Linked DNA regions of Lactuca sativa: region 1 is linked to region 2. The links are chromatin contacts, called in public Hi-C maps. All regions are on one chromosome and are shown on one strand. Each heading gives the region's core, a stretch centred on a gene start, on an enhancer-like site or on the middle of the called end of the contact. The rest is flanking DNA. Distances are from core to core; before and after follow the strand shown.

Region 1 (6,414 bases), core at 1,511-4,010, 410 kb after region 2:
GATTTGAACCAACACTCCATCATCAATAACACCACATGCTAATGTACAAACATCTGGTTGGAATCCAACTGAATCGGTTACATCTGTGAAACTAACACCAACTGAAAGTACACGTGTCTCTTCTACGAAAGATAACACAAGGAAAGAATGGAAAGAATCGGTTGATTTCATTTTAATTGTCCAAGTACCTGTGATTCCTTGATAAACAGGGGCAGTTTTTAAAAGTTTTTCTAGACTGATTCCATTCCGGATTACCCTTAAAGATCCTTCGGGTGTGATTCCACAACAAGCAAACATTTGTTCATGTTTTTCATCATGGTAATCCACTAGTGACATATCCAAGATTGGTGAAATGTTTTGAACAAGGCTTTTGTAGTGGAGCTTTCCTTCTTCGAATTTCAAAACCATTCCATCTCCCATTTCAGCAAGTGCTGTTAAAAAGTCACCTTCAACCCATAAAAGCTCTTTGAAAGGTGAACCTTTGTAGAGACAGTCAGAGAGGTTGACTTTGACTTTTTGACCATTTGAGTCTGAAGTGAGTTCAATTACAAAAAGCTCGCCTGTATCCACACAAAAGATCATTCTTGGGTTTTCTACATTTGGTTCCCAGGTCCATGAGATAACTCTATTGGATGTTGACTTTGATGAATAGCCAGAATCATCATCTATATTCATGGGGTCATCTTCTTTAATTATGTCTTTTAGCTCTAAAAGAGCAGATGCAGCAACATTGCAGATGTTACCTTCTTCATCAACATCATTTGTTCTATATGACTCGTCTACAAAATTATGCTCATCTATCACCAAGGGTAAAAAGTTTAGGCTTGTTCTGTATACACATAAAGGGTTGTGTGCATCTCTAAAATCCATCAAAAGAACATCACTAACTCTAAAAAGAAATGCAAATCCATAAGAATGGGGAACTTCAACTATATCATGTGCCAGTGGTCCAAGCTCAGCATATTGAGAAAGTACATGGACAAATTTGTCCCTAGTATTCCACTCTAATAACAAAACCTCATTCAGTAGTGACCCCTTTCTGCAAAAGTAAAAGCAAACTTACCTAAATGGATAAATCCTCAGTATGATTTAACCAATAAGGAATTAATTAATTATCATACCTGTTTAAAAGAATGGCTAACACAGGGTTGTGCTCTTTACTCGGTTGACTTTGACTCAAATCTTTTGAGATGAAGCACATGCTCCATATAGTACCATGTATACCAGGAACTCCAATGCTTGTACTTGTATTCATTTCAGTGTCAGAAGGAAAAAATATTTTCTGCAAGTAAAAGAAAAAAAGGGCATCTTAAATCTTGAATCTTGAATCTTGATGAATCAGTATGTTTACAATCTTAAGAACCCAATATAATGATAGAAGAAGTTGTTAACCTTATCGATGATGTCAGCATCACTTGAACTAGAAACTGAGAACAAAGCCAAACGGTCCTCATATGCGCTTGTAGCAATGAAACAGCCACTGAAAAATGAGAATTAAAACAGTTACATATGCTGGAAACTCCATATATTAGTCAAGTGTAAACTAATTCAACCATAATAAAAACTTACTTGGAATCAACAGTCAACATTCTTCCAACATGATGCCTTAGGTTTCCAGGTGAGCTGGATAGTTGAATTTGTGTCAAAGGATAGAACCTAAGCAAGTGGAGTGTACAGCAAGACAGTATTACAAAACAAAGTATAGAGCAATTAAATGAGAAATAAGACCTGTCTTTTTGTGATCATTGTATGTATGCAAAGAACAAGAAAAGAAACCTGTGCATTTCATTTGAGAATGTGAGAACTGAGAGTTTTCCAGAATCTGAAGTAACAAGCAATAGGTCTTTTCCTTGTACCTACAACAGCATACAAGCAAACAAGATTTTAACAAGCAAATGCAATAGGTTTTTCCAGAACACTAATAAGATTTTAGAAATCAAATGATGTGAATGTACCTGTGGACTTGCTCTATGAAAACTCTTATTCCAGGGAAGAACAGCAACATCTTTAATTGTTCCAAATACAGGCTGCTCACATATGGACTGGAGGACTCCATAATCATCGATTACTACCAACTCTAAGGATGTTTCCTACACCAATAAGATGGGTGAAAACGTTACAGATTAAAAATACCATATTATACATCATTTACAGGCAATCTTAAAGCGCTTTTCTACTGCATATACAGTGTGATGTCGAAGTTCGAATCACTTCCAATAAGGCTTTGGGACAATTTTTACTGTTTTATATTCTAGAAATTGGGCATAATATCTGCATAGAAACCGTTATATAACATGAAATTGAGTTGAATTTTGCAAAGGAAAGCAAAATAAAACCTTGCCGAAAACGATGTCTTTAGAGGAAGGGGATCGGATGTGACCGTAGACGACTTGAAGGACAACGCTTCCTTTAAGAACACATTTAGCGAGGTAGTGAGGGCCACCGCGGGGCAACGGTGATCTTGAGTTGTTCCGACTCGCCGACGATGATTCCTCCTCTGAAACCGCCATAACCACACGTCGACGGAGAGGAATTAGTTAGGGTTGCTTATTAAAATTATGAATTCACGAGAGAATTGAAAAGCCAGATGAGTTATATATGCAATAATAATGCATCTGCAGTATCTGTCTGTAATTGTTTGTGATGGGTTCGTTGCTGATAGATTGGGACACGAGCAGTGGTTTTGGAGAAACGAAACGAGGAACAAGGCAACAAGCGTAGTGTCATGTAGCCCCCATACGCCATATGCCACATGCCATATGGAAATCGACTGCTAATTTGAGTTATTAATATTGGTTTATTTGATAAGGACGACACATGAATATGATTAGAATGGAAAGTGATAAAATGTTTTTTTATTTTTTATTTTTATTTTAGGTTGATGATTCTTAAACGTGACATAGTTAATATTCATCTGGTATTAAACGATGTATTCTTTTCGCTTTACATAAAATGAAAATTCATTTTAGGTTTTCAATGTATAACACTATTAAGTAATGTATAACACTATTAAGTAAAGACGATACATTAAAACATGTTATAGCATCATTTTTAATGTATCTTATATGTTACATCATTGTTATTATAAAATAAATGTTATAATCAAAATGTTATATATAACTATTTATTATTTTCTATTAATCACTCAATATATTGAGTGATCAATATATTTCTATTTTTTTGTCACTTATCACCTTCATACCTTTATACTTTAGTTATATTTCATTTTAAACACTTAAATATATTTAGTTTTAAATATTTTTTTATTTTTATTCTAAATAATTATTTTTGTTAAGTATTTAATGACATTTCATTTATACAATATAAAATTATAATGATCATATAACTTTTTTATAAATATTTCGTAATAGTTTTCGTATTAATTTTTTTGAACGAAATTTTGTAATATATTTCTTTTGAAACAACGTTTTTTAATATTTTTAATAAATTAAAATATGATGTGTGTTTAAACAACAAATAAATAAATAAGAAGGTTTTATAGAACATTTTAGATAGATATGGGTAAATTAGTTAACTTTTATGTTATATTATAAAATAAAATAAAATAAAAAAAAGGCTAACCATTGGAGAGATTATTTAATTAGAGGTTAAAGTTTTTGGAATAATGATGTGGCAATAGTTTTAATTCTTAGTATAACTTAATCGTTGGGAGATGCTCTAACACCCACTAATTTCCATGTCATCGTTTCTTTTTTTTAGTATTTATAAAAACAAATGTAATTTAATAAAACATGTTATTTAAATAAAACCTAACTTTTTAATTAAGCAAACATTGAAAAACTAAAAAAACATTAAAAGAAAAAAAAATACAATAGTCCTAATATAAAACATAATTTAAAACAATAATGATAGCCCAAATAAGTCTTTTGAATCTTCTCTTTCATTGCTCGAAGCACTTCCAAATCTTGGGGCAACAAATTTTCCTCATTAGACCAAATAATTGTCAATTGGTTCATCATTTGTGCTTGCTCGCGAAGCTCTCTCTCCTCCCATGCTTGCTTCTAAAGAAAATTCAAATGCTCACGTTGCACTTCAACTCTTTCTTTTGCTATTAAATTGTGTGTGTCAAAGTTCTCCTTCATATCTACCAATTCTTGTGCCCTTTTTCCAACTTTCTTCCACTTTATATATATATATATATATATATATATATATATATATATATATATATATATATATATATATATATATATATATCATCATTATCATTATATACTTATAAATGAAACATTTTTCCTTTCACCACATTCATTTGAAACCCCCATGACTTTTCAATTTCTTTTAATAATGATTATAAGTTGGTTAATAAGGTTAAATAAATATAAAAACCTAATATGTAATCATATATAAACTAAATTTTAATATTAAAAGAATATATTTTCTTCTACTTATAAAATTATGTTTTTAACTTTTAACATATTATACTTAATTTATTAGGTCTAATAGGTTATTGTATGTAAACCATTATCATTTTAAAGCTACAACTTTTGAACAATTTGTATAAAATACTTAAATTGTAAATTTAAATATAACCTTACATGATCAACTTAAATATAAATTTTAGTTCAACATAAACAATCTAAATAATATTTTGTAAATAGTTAAAAGTGAAAAATTATAGTGTCTTTCTAATAATGATTATAAGTTGGTTAATAAGGTTAAATAAGTATCAAACCTAAAGTGTAATCATAAATAAACTAAATTTCAATATTAAAATAATATTTTTACTGCTACTTATAAATTTATGTCTTTAACTTTTAATATATTATACTTATTTTATTATATTTAATATATTGTTGTATGTAAACCATTATCAGTTTAAAGCTATAACTTTTGAACAGTTTGGACAAAATACTTAAATTGTTAATTTAAAAAAACATTATTGGGTCAACTTCAATATAAATTTCAGTTCCATTTAAAAGACCCAAAGAATATTTTGTGAATGGTTAAAAGTGATAAATTGTAGTGCTAAATGCAAAAACTAAATTGTAATATCAATTTAACTAAATATTTCCTAGAGATATTTTTAGAATCGTTAAAAGTTTTCAAATAAGTAACTTAAAATAACTTACAATAACAATAGTTAAAAATAACTCTATATAAATGATTATATTGTTATCTTTAAATTTTAAAAAAATTGTTTGATGTTTTAAATAATTAGAATAATAGAAATTAAAACGTTAAATAAATAAATTTTAAAAAATTAATTAACAATAACAACAACTATAAATAACATTAAACCATATATTATATTTAATTTTATTCATGAGTAACCCGCGGGGAGAGGTCATTCAAAAATTGAGATTATGCATTTTTAATAGATGTATATATTATCATATAATTCAAAATAATCAATATATTATATCAATTTAGTATACAAATTATTATATCAAATTTAACAACAACATTATTGTTATATTTAAAAAAAAAACATATAATTGTAAAGATTTCAGCTATATAGTCCACATTCATTTGAAGCTCTCATTCATTTGTCCTTTCACCACATTCATTTGAAACTACCATGACTTTTCAATTTCTTTTCAATAATGATTATAGGTTGGTTAATAAGGTTAAATAAATTTCAAACCTAAAGTGTAATCATATATAAACTAAATTTCAATATTAAAAGAATATATGTTCTTTTACTTATAATGTTATGTTGTTAACTTTTAACATATTATACTTAATTTATTAGGTCTAATATGTTATTGTATGTAACCCATTATCATTTTAAAGCTACAACTTTTAAAAAATTTGTATAAAATACTTAAATTGTTAATTTGAATATAACCTTACGTGATCAACTTAAATATAAATTTTAGTTCAACTTATACAACCCAAAGAATATTTTGTAAATAGTTAAAAGTGATAAACTGTAGTGTCTTTCTAATAATGATTATAAGTTGGTTGTAATGTTAAATAAATATCAAACCTAAAGTGTAATCATATATAAGCTAAATTTCAATATTAAAAGAATATATTTTCTTCTACTTATAAAGTTACGTTTTTAACTTTTAACATATTATACTTAATTAATTAGCTCTAATATCATTTTAAAGCTATAACTTTTGAACAAATTGTATAAAATACTTACAATGTTAATCTAAATATAACTTTACATGATCAACTTAAATATAAATTTTAGTTCAAAGTAAACAACCCAAAGAATATTTTGCAAATAGTTAAAAGTGATAAATTGTTGTGTCTTTCTAATAATAATTATAAGTTGGTTAATAAGGTTAAATAAGTATCAAACATAAAGTGTAACCATAAATAAACTAAATTTCAATATTAAAATAATATTTTTTACTTCTACGTATAAAGTTCTGTCTTTAACTTTAACATATTATACTTAATTTATTAGATTTAATATATTGTTGTATGTAAACCGTT
Region 2 (6,497 bases), core at 1,756-4,255:
TATACATTTGTCCATTATAGTCGGTATGACGCAGTGTTTTACGGTAAAATAAATGTGTGACTGAGATTTATTCCCTCTCTCTCAAAATAAGGAATTAAATTTTTTTTCAGTTTTAAAATTACAATTTTTATGTAAATAGAAACCCTAAAATTTTAAATTATCAATGTAAGTTTACAAATTTAAATACATAGAAACACTCCATTGCATAAAAGTTGTAAACCATATGTTTGTCCTTTTTTCTGGTAAAATTCACAAAGTAGTAATTCATGTTATAACTAATTATACAACAAGGTTTACAACTTTTAAGTATTAGATTTTATTTCATTTAAAGCAATAAAATTCACAAAGTAAAAATACGTAAATCAAGTAATTCATGTTATAACTAATTATACAACAAGGTTTACAACTTTTAAGTATTAGATTATATTTTCTTCAAAGCACAAATTTGGTCAAATTCGATTGATCTTTAACCACGTTAACCAAAGTAAAAACAAGGAAACAGAAGAAAAGAGTCATATTCAAGGTTAAAATGTATCAAGCAAGATAAAAAACAAATAAAACAAAACAAAAAAAAAATTATATTCAAGACTAAAATAGATAAACTAAAAAGAAGGGTATAATGTCAACCATGACTAATAAGTTTGAGATACTTGGATCATATTTTGGTATTGTAATTTTGCAATATAAAAATACGAAGTTACATTATATTTATTTGTTAATATCTATCAGGATAAGGTTCTGGTTTGAGGATGAGAAGTATCATCATCCTCGGTTTTATTCTTGGGGGACTTCCTATCCTAATCCCCAGTCAACTTGATGACTCATGTGTTAACTCATTTTTGGATATCAGTTTTATTTCCATAATCGTGAATTTGTAAAATGACAACAAGTTTCATTTAGCAAATTACTTTTATTGATAAAAAAAGAGTAAATTGTTAAAAACGTTCATATGCATTGTCCAAAGTAACACGACTAGTTTGTCTTTTTTGATATATTGTTTTTATAAATTTATTTATTTATTTTGATGTTTATTTGTGATTAATCCTTGAACAAGTGTTTGATGTATCATAAATTGAAAACCTGACCTGTTGTTGCAGCACTATTCATTAAGATGGTAATTACCTATCATCATCACCATCACTCATATGCCATGTCGATTTTGTTAGTGATTTTATCACCAAATATATTTTAGTGTAATGGAATTAACAAATGTTTCAAGAATAATATTTTAGTTATAATACAAATTACAAGGTGTAGAAGTGCACACTTGTATTTATTAAATATTATTAGTACTAAACTCTAATCTACTGTGTCAAGTCGAGGGTCCCACTTGTATTTACTAAATGATCATTTACTTTTCATTTACAATATACAAAAACAAGTGTGTTAATCGTTTCAATAATCGCCATCAACAATCCAGACAACTTTCACAAACTATTCAATTCATAGTTTCATACCCTTCAAGGCTCGGCTCATTTCAAGCTTGTAAGCTTAGATGGTCACTTGTGAAAAAAAAAGGAACGAGAATTAAAAAAAATATATATACAGAAAAACTAAAAAAATCAAACAAGCATATTGAATCAAAACACCATATGTGGTTCAAAATTTCCAATCAAACAAAACAGAATCTATTTAAAACATAAACATTTCAAAATAAACTGTTTTCATGACATCAAAAACATAACTCTACCAAAAAAAACAAGCACACAATGCTTCTTCAACGATTGGCCTTTGCAACCCTCTCAATCTCATCCTTCTTCTTAATAGCATAGCTGCAATTTTTTATAAAACATTATAGAAACCAAATTTATTACACATCTTAAACAAATAAATCAAAATCTCATTTTGCAACTGCATTTATAACCAAAAAAACAAAGATCAAATTACCTGTTTGATGAGCCCTTTGCAGCATTGATAAGCTCATCAGCAAGACACTCTGCAATAGTCTTGACATTTCTGAAAGCACTTTCTCTAGCACCAGTAGTAAGCAGATAGATAGCCTGATTCACACGTCTCAGGGGAGAAATATCCACCGCCTGCCGCCTCACAACACCAGCTGAACCAATCCTGGTTGCATCTTCTCTTGGCCCACTGTTTATATTTACAAAAACACCAAAAAATGTTCAAGAACTTTAATGGAATTCGAATTGGAATTGGAAACAGAAAGATGTAATCTTTATATACCTGTTGATAACAGCATCAACAATGATTTGGATGGGATTAGCATCGGTTAAGAGATGAATGATCTCCATGGCATGTTTGACAATGCGAACAGCCATTAATTTCTTTCCGTTGTTTCTTCCGTGCATCATGAGGGAGTTGGTTAATCGTTCAACAATGGGGCACTGGGCCTTCCTGAATCTTCGAGCTTGATACCTTCCTGCTGTGTGTGGCATGTAAATTGGGTGTTTGGAAGCAGTCGCAGTGATGTAATCTTCCACAGAGAGATCAGGAACCTGTTGAGAAATTACATATCTTTTGTTCAAAGTCTTAAACACAGTCATGTTCTAACAAACTGTGATTTAGTATTGTATGGAATTAGTGATTCATGGTGATGATTGTCGTCTACAGGAATAGGAATTAAGAATCTATGGGTGTTGAATGCAAATAAAAGATTTTACACTGAGGTATAGAGATATTAACCTGAACATCGTCGTAGGTCCATCGGTTGAAGAGCAAAACTTCGCTGCGACTCTTTCCATCTTCAACAACAATAGGAGCAACTTCCGCCATTCTTGCAATTCCCTATTTAACAGATTGAAAACAAACACTAAACAACAATAAGACTAAAGACTAAAGTGACTAAATCGAACATGAATGATGAAGATGGTTTAAGTATCGGAGAGGTCACTAACCTCCGATTTCTTGGTGGCAAATGCGTGCAAAAACTGGTGCTGCAAATCGCCAAGCTCCGCCTTCAAAGAAGAAGAAGATGAAAAAACCCTAATTGGGTTTTTATTGTGTAGAGTAGAGGGATAGCCGGATAGGGCTTCTTCTCTTTCTTTGGGTTTATATCATGGGCCAAATTAAAAAGCCCAAACTAGCTTATCATATTTTAACTTAACTTTATTATAGTTTATTATAGAGATAAACAAAATTATAAACCCTGAAATTTTATAAAATAAACATGTAGAAACTTAATAACAACACAATAATAATTTGGACAAAAAATTGATAGAATATGAGAAAATTTTCTAGCTCATGTACCTCTCATTTTTTGCAACTTGATATTTTAACATATTCCCTAAGCCATAACATACCTTATACAAACTTTTTAATATTATACAACTTATTTTTGGCAATGTGGATACTTTTGTTATACTTCATAGGTATTATATTTCAGTTAGAACAATAAAAAGGTTGATACAAGATTAATTGGAAACAAAAGAACATTTAATCTTATTTTGAGACAACTGTTGGGTTGGTGGAGCTATGAACTAGGGATGAGCAATGGAAGCGGGTATCTGCTTTTGGAACCGGAACTGCCTCGGAACTGGAACCACCTTAGACGGTTCCGGAACCAGAACCGCCTTACGCGGTTCCGGTTCCAATTCTTATTTTTACGAAACCGATACCCGTTGGATACCCGCCGGTTCCGGTTCCAATACCGGGTACCCGGAACCAGCGGTTAACCGGAACCGGTACCGCCGGGTACCCGCCTTTTTCATAAAGAATATATAAATTAAATTTTTATATTTTGTTAATTTTTTTATAAAAAAACAGGGCAAAAGAACTTATATCTGATTTCCTTACCTTAGTCGTTTTAGGGTTTTTGATGAAAGAAAAAAGAACACGCTGACACCATAGCCTCTCTTCTTCTCGTCACTCTCCCCTCTCAAACCAATCATCGTTTTTTCAATCGATGCTTCGATCACTCCCGTTACCGATTAACCAGAAATACGACAGTAGTCTTCAATCGTTATGTTCAATCGACGCTTCAATCAGTAGGCTCAATTGAAGGCTCAATCAGTGTTACGGAGACTTCGGAAAACTCTTCAAACCCTATCATTCTCCAGCTCTGCATCCTTCAGTTTCCAATCTAAATCCCTCCACTCCCCCTCTCCCTCCGTCCCTCCACCTCCCGTCGGAATGGCTTCATCGTCAAAGCTGTAAGTAGCTCACAATCTCTCACTTTGTTTAGCCGTGTGGTGAGGATCGAACATTAGACATTTGTTCATTCACATAATTGAAACTATGTTCTACAACACCATTATACCAATATCTAAATTTTCTTATCATGTGCTCGTTGATTATGGAAGTAGATGTATTCGATATGGATTTGAAATTCTAGAATGTATTTTAGTGTTTATAGGGCCTTCCACTAGTTGGATATGTTGCACCAGATTTTGAAGTCGAAACTGTTTTTGATCAAGAATTCATCAAAGTAACTAAATCAACTCATATCATTGATTATATATAAAATCCCAGATTTCATAACTTTGTAAGAAATTTATGAATTATAGGTTAAGCTCTTTGACTACAATGGCAAGAAATATGTCATTTTCTTTTTCTACCCTCTTCATTTCACTTTCGTTTGTCCAACATGTGAGTTTCACTTTCACTTTCACATTACTTTTAAACATAATTTGATCCAATTTTTTTCTTAATTATGTGTTTATCATGTAGAAATCACTGCATTCAGTGATAGACAGGCAGAATTTTACAAGAAAAACACAGAGATATTGAGTGTTTTAGTAGACAGTGTGGTAAATTCTAATTCTTCCTTTACCCTGCTTATATCTTAATACAAAATTTTACATTATGATTTATGAATTTATGATTCTATTTTCTTTTTTCTTAATACAAATATGACCTGGCCGATTTTTATTGTTGCTGCAGTTGATGTGCTATTTTTGGGATGAGCTCAAGCACATACGACATGCTATTTGCATTCCTGGTATGCATATAGATATTATTGCCTAATAAAAATCATTTAATAATCATGTATATAAGTCGTGATGTTGGTTTTTTTAGGTTACCCAACAAAAGCGAAAGAGGACACTGCATGAAATAAGTTATGACCTCTGTCCTGTAAGTTTGTGCAAACTTTGAGATTATATTTTATCATATTTAAACTTTCACCTCACCTGCATGTGCAAACTTTCTCCTAAAGTCAGTCTCAGTATCATTTATTCTTTTTTACTTCTTTTACTAATACCTATAATTCCTCCATTCTTCCAAAACATTGCCCCTAAATTTCAGGTTTTTGCTACTAAAATGGTCTAAGTTAAAGACTGATGGAATATGCATGCAGTATACTGTTCTCGACAGATGAGCTGACAAGTTCAATGGATCCAATTCAAGGCTATGTTGTTTTTGCTGTGTTGCGTTTTCCTATTGTTGTTTTATGTTTATTGTTTGTAATTTTTCATTTTTATCATCTCTACTTGTTAAATTTCACTTGATTGGAAATGTTTTCTATGATGTTTTTTAATTGTGGGAAGTGTTTTTAAATTTTAATAGGTGGCCTATGTAAGTTTTTATAATTGTTTTATTATCATATTCTTATACTTCTGATGTTTGTAAAGGTTAATATCCATGCCATATGCTCTATAATTTATAAATAAAAACTTTTATATTTAAGAAGCCGGGTACCCGGAACCGGAACCGGTTCCGGCGGTTCTGGAAGCGGTTTCAGTTTTCTAGGAACCGGTGTAGGCGGTTCCGGTTCCGGTTCCAATAACTTAAGAACCGCGGTTCCGGGAGTGGTTCCGGTTCCAGCAAAAATAGGCGGGTACCTGCTTATGCTCATCCCTACTATGAACAACATGTCACGTTTTTTATAGTTCAAAGCTATAGTTAGGGGTGTTCATAACCGAATATCCGAAAATTCCGATATCCGAATTTCGGATATCCGAAATTTCGAAAAGTTGATTTTTGGTATCCGATTCCGTATCCGAAATTTCGGATACGGAATCGGATATCCGAAAAAATTTGAAATTTTGCTAAAATTTGAAAAACATGTGAAGTTTTTAAGTTAAAAATACATATTTTTAAATTAGAAAGGCATATGAAGTAATATAGGTATTTAATTAAGGATATTATCAACATGTTTTAGTTACTAAAATTCATATCATAAGACATATGTGACTAAAATAACAAATAATGTATAAAATAAAATCAAAATTTTTGGATATCGGATATACGAATTATCCGAAAAATCTGAAAAGTACTATCCAATTCTGATTCCGAAAAATTGGATATCCGAAATTTCGGATAATTCGGATTCAGAATTTCGGATCAGAATTTCGGATACGAATATTTTTGAACACCCTAGCTATAGTTGTCAATTGGCAACACTTGTTCCTTGGGTGGCTTCAAAGTCAAAGTTTTTTCGTTTGCAGTTTTTAAATAGTTTTATTCTGTTGTTTTACCTAAATCGTTTATCATTTATCTGAAGTTTAACTTATTTTGTTCAATTCTCAGCAACAATACAAAAAGAGCTTGCAAATAAGTAAAAACTATGTCGTACCAAATGGATGCCACCTCCCTATATA

Evidence for each region. A called contact is a pair of places that touch in the nucleus more often than the background predicts.
Region 1: a contact with region 2 is called in a Hi-C map of leaf, with 9 times the contacts expected there. The contact joins the promoter of LOC111917529 here to the promoter of LOC111893171 in region 2. A contact is called at or near these places in 3 of 4 Hi-C or Micro-C datasets (leaf and seed).

What each region holds. Positions count from the first base shown.
Region 1 is chr2:139,263,032-139,269,445 of Lsat_Salinas_v11, forward strand. It overlaps LOC111917529 (DNA damage-binding protein 1b), which reads right to left and starts at 2,761. Exons shown (of 15, transcript XM_023913208.3): 1 at 2,337-2,761; 2 at 1,956-2,090; 3 at 1,777-1,856; 4 at 1,570-1,656; 5 at 1,393-1,480; 6 at 1,122-1,282; 7 at 1-1,039. The coding sequence starts at 2,510.
Region 2 is chr2:138,854,464-138,860,960 of Lsat_Salinas_v11, forward strand. It overlaps LOC111893171 (40S ribosomal protein S5), which reads right to left and starts at 3,006. Exons shown (of 5, transcript XM_023889239.2): 1 at 2,856-3,006; 2 at 2,644-2,745; 3 at 2,185-2,456; 4 at 1,888-2,091; 5 at 1,555-1,772. The coding sequence starts at 2,733. The coding sequence ends at 1,718. LOC111893158 (a long non-coding RNA gene) reads left to right here and starts at 3,747. Exons shown (of 5, transcript XR_002850825.3): 1 at 3,747-4,109; 2 at 4,627-4,706; 3 at 4,840-4,897; 4 at 4,975-5,031; 5 at 5,203-5,510.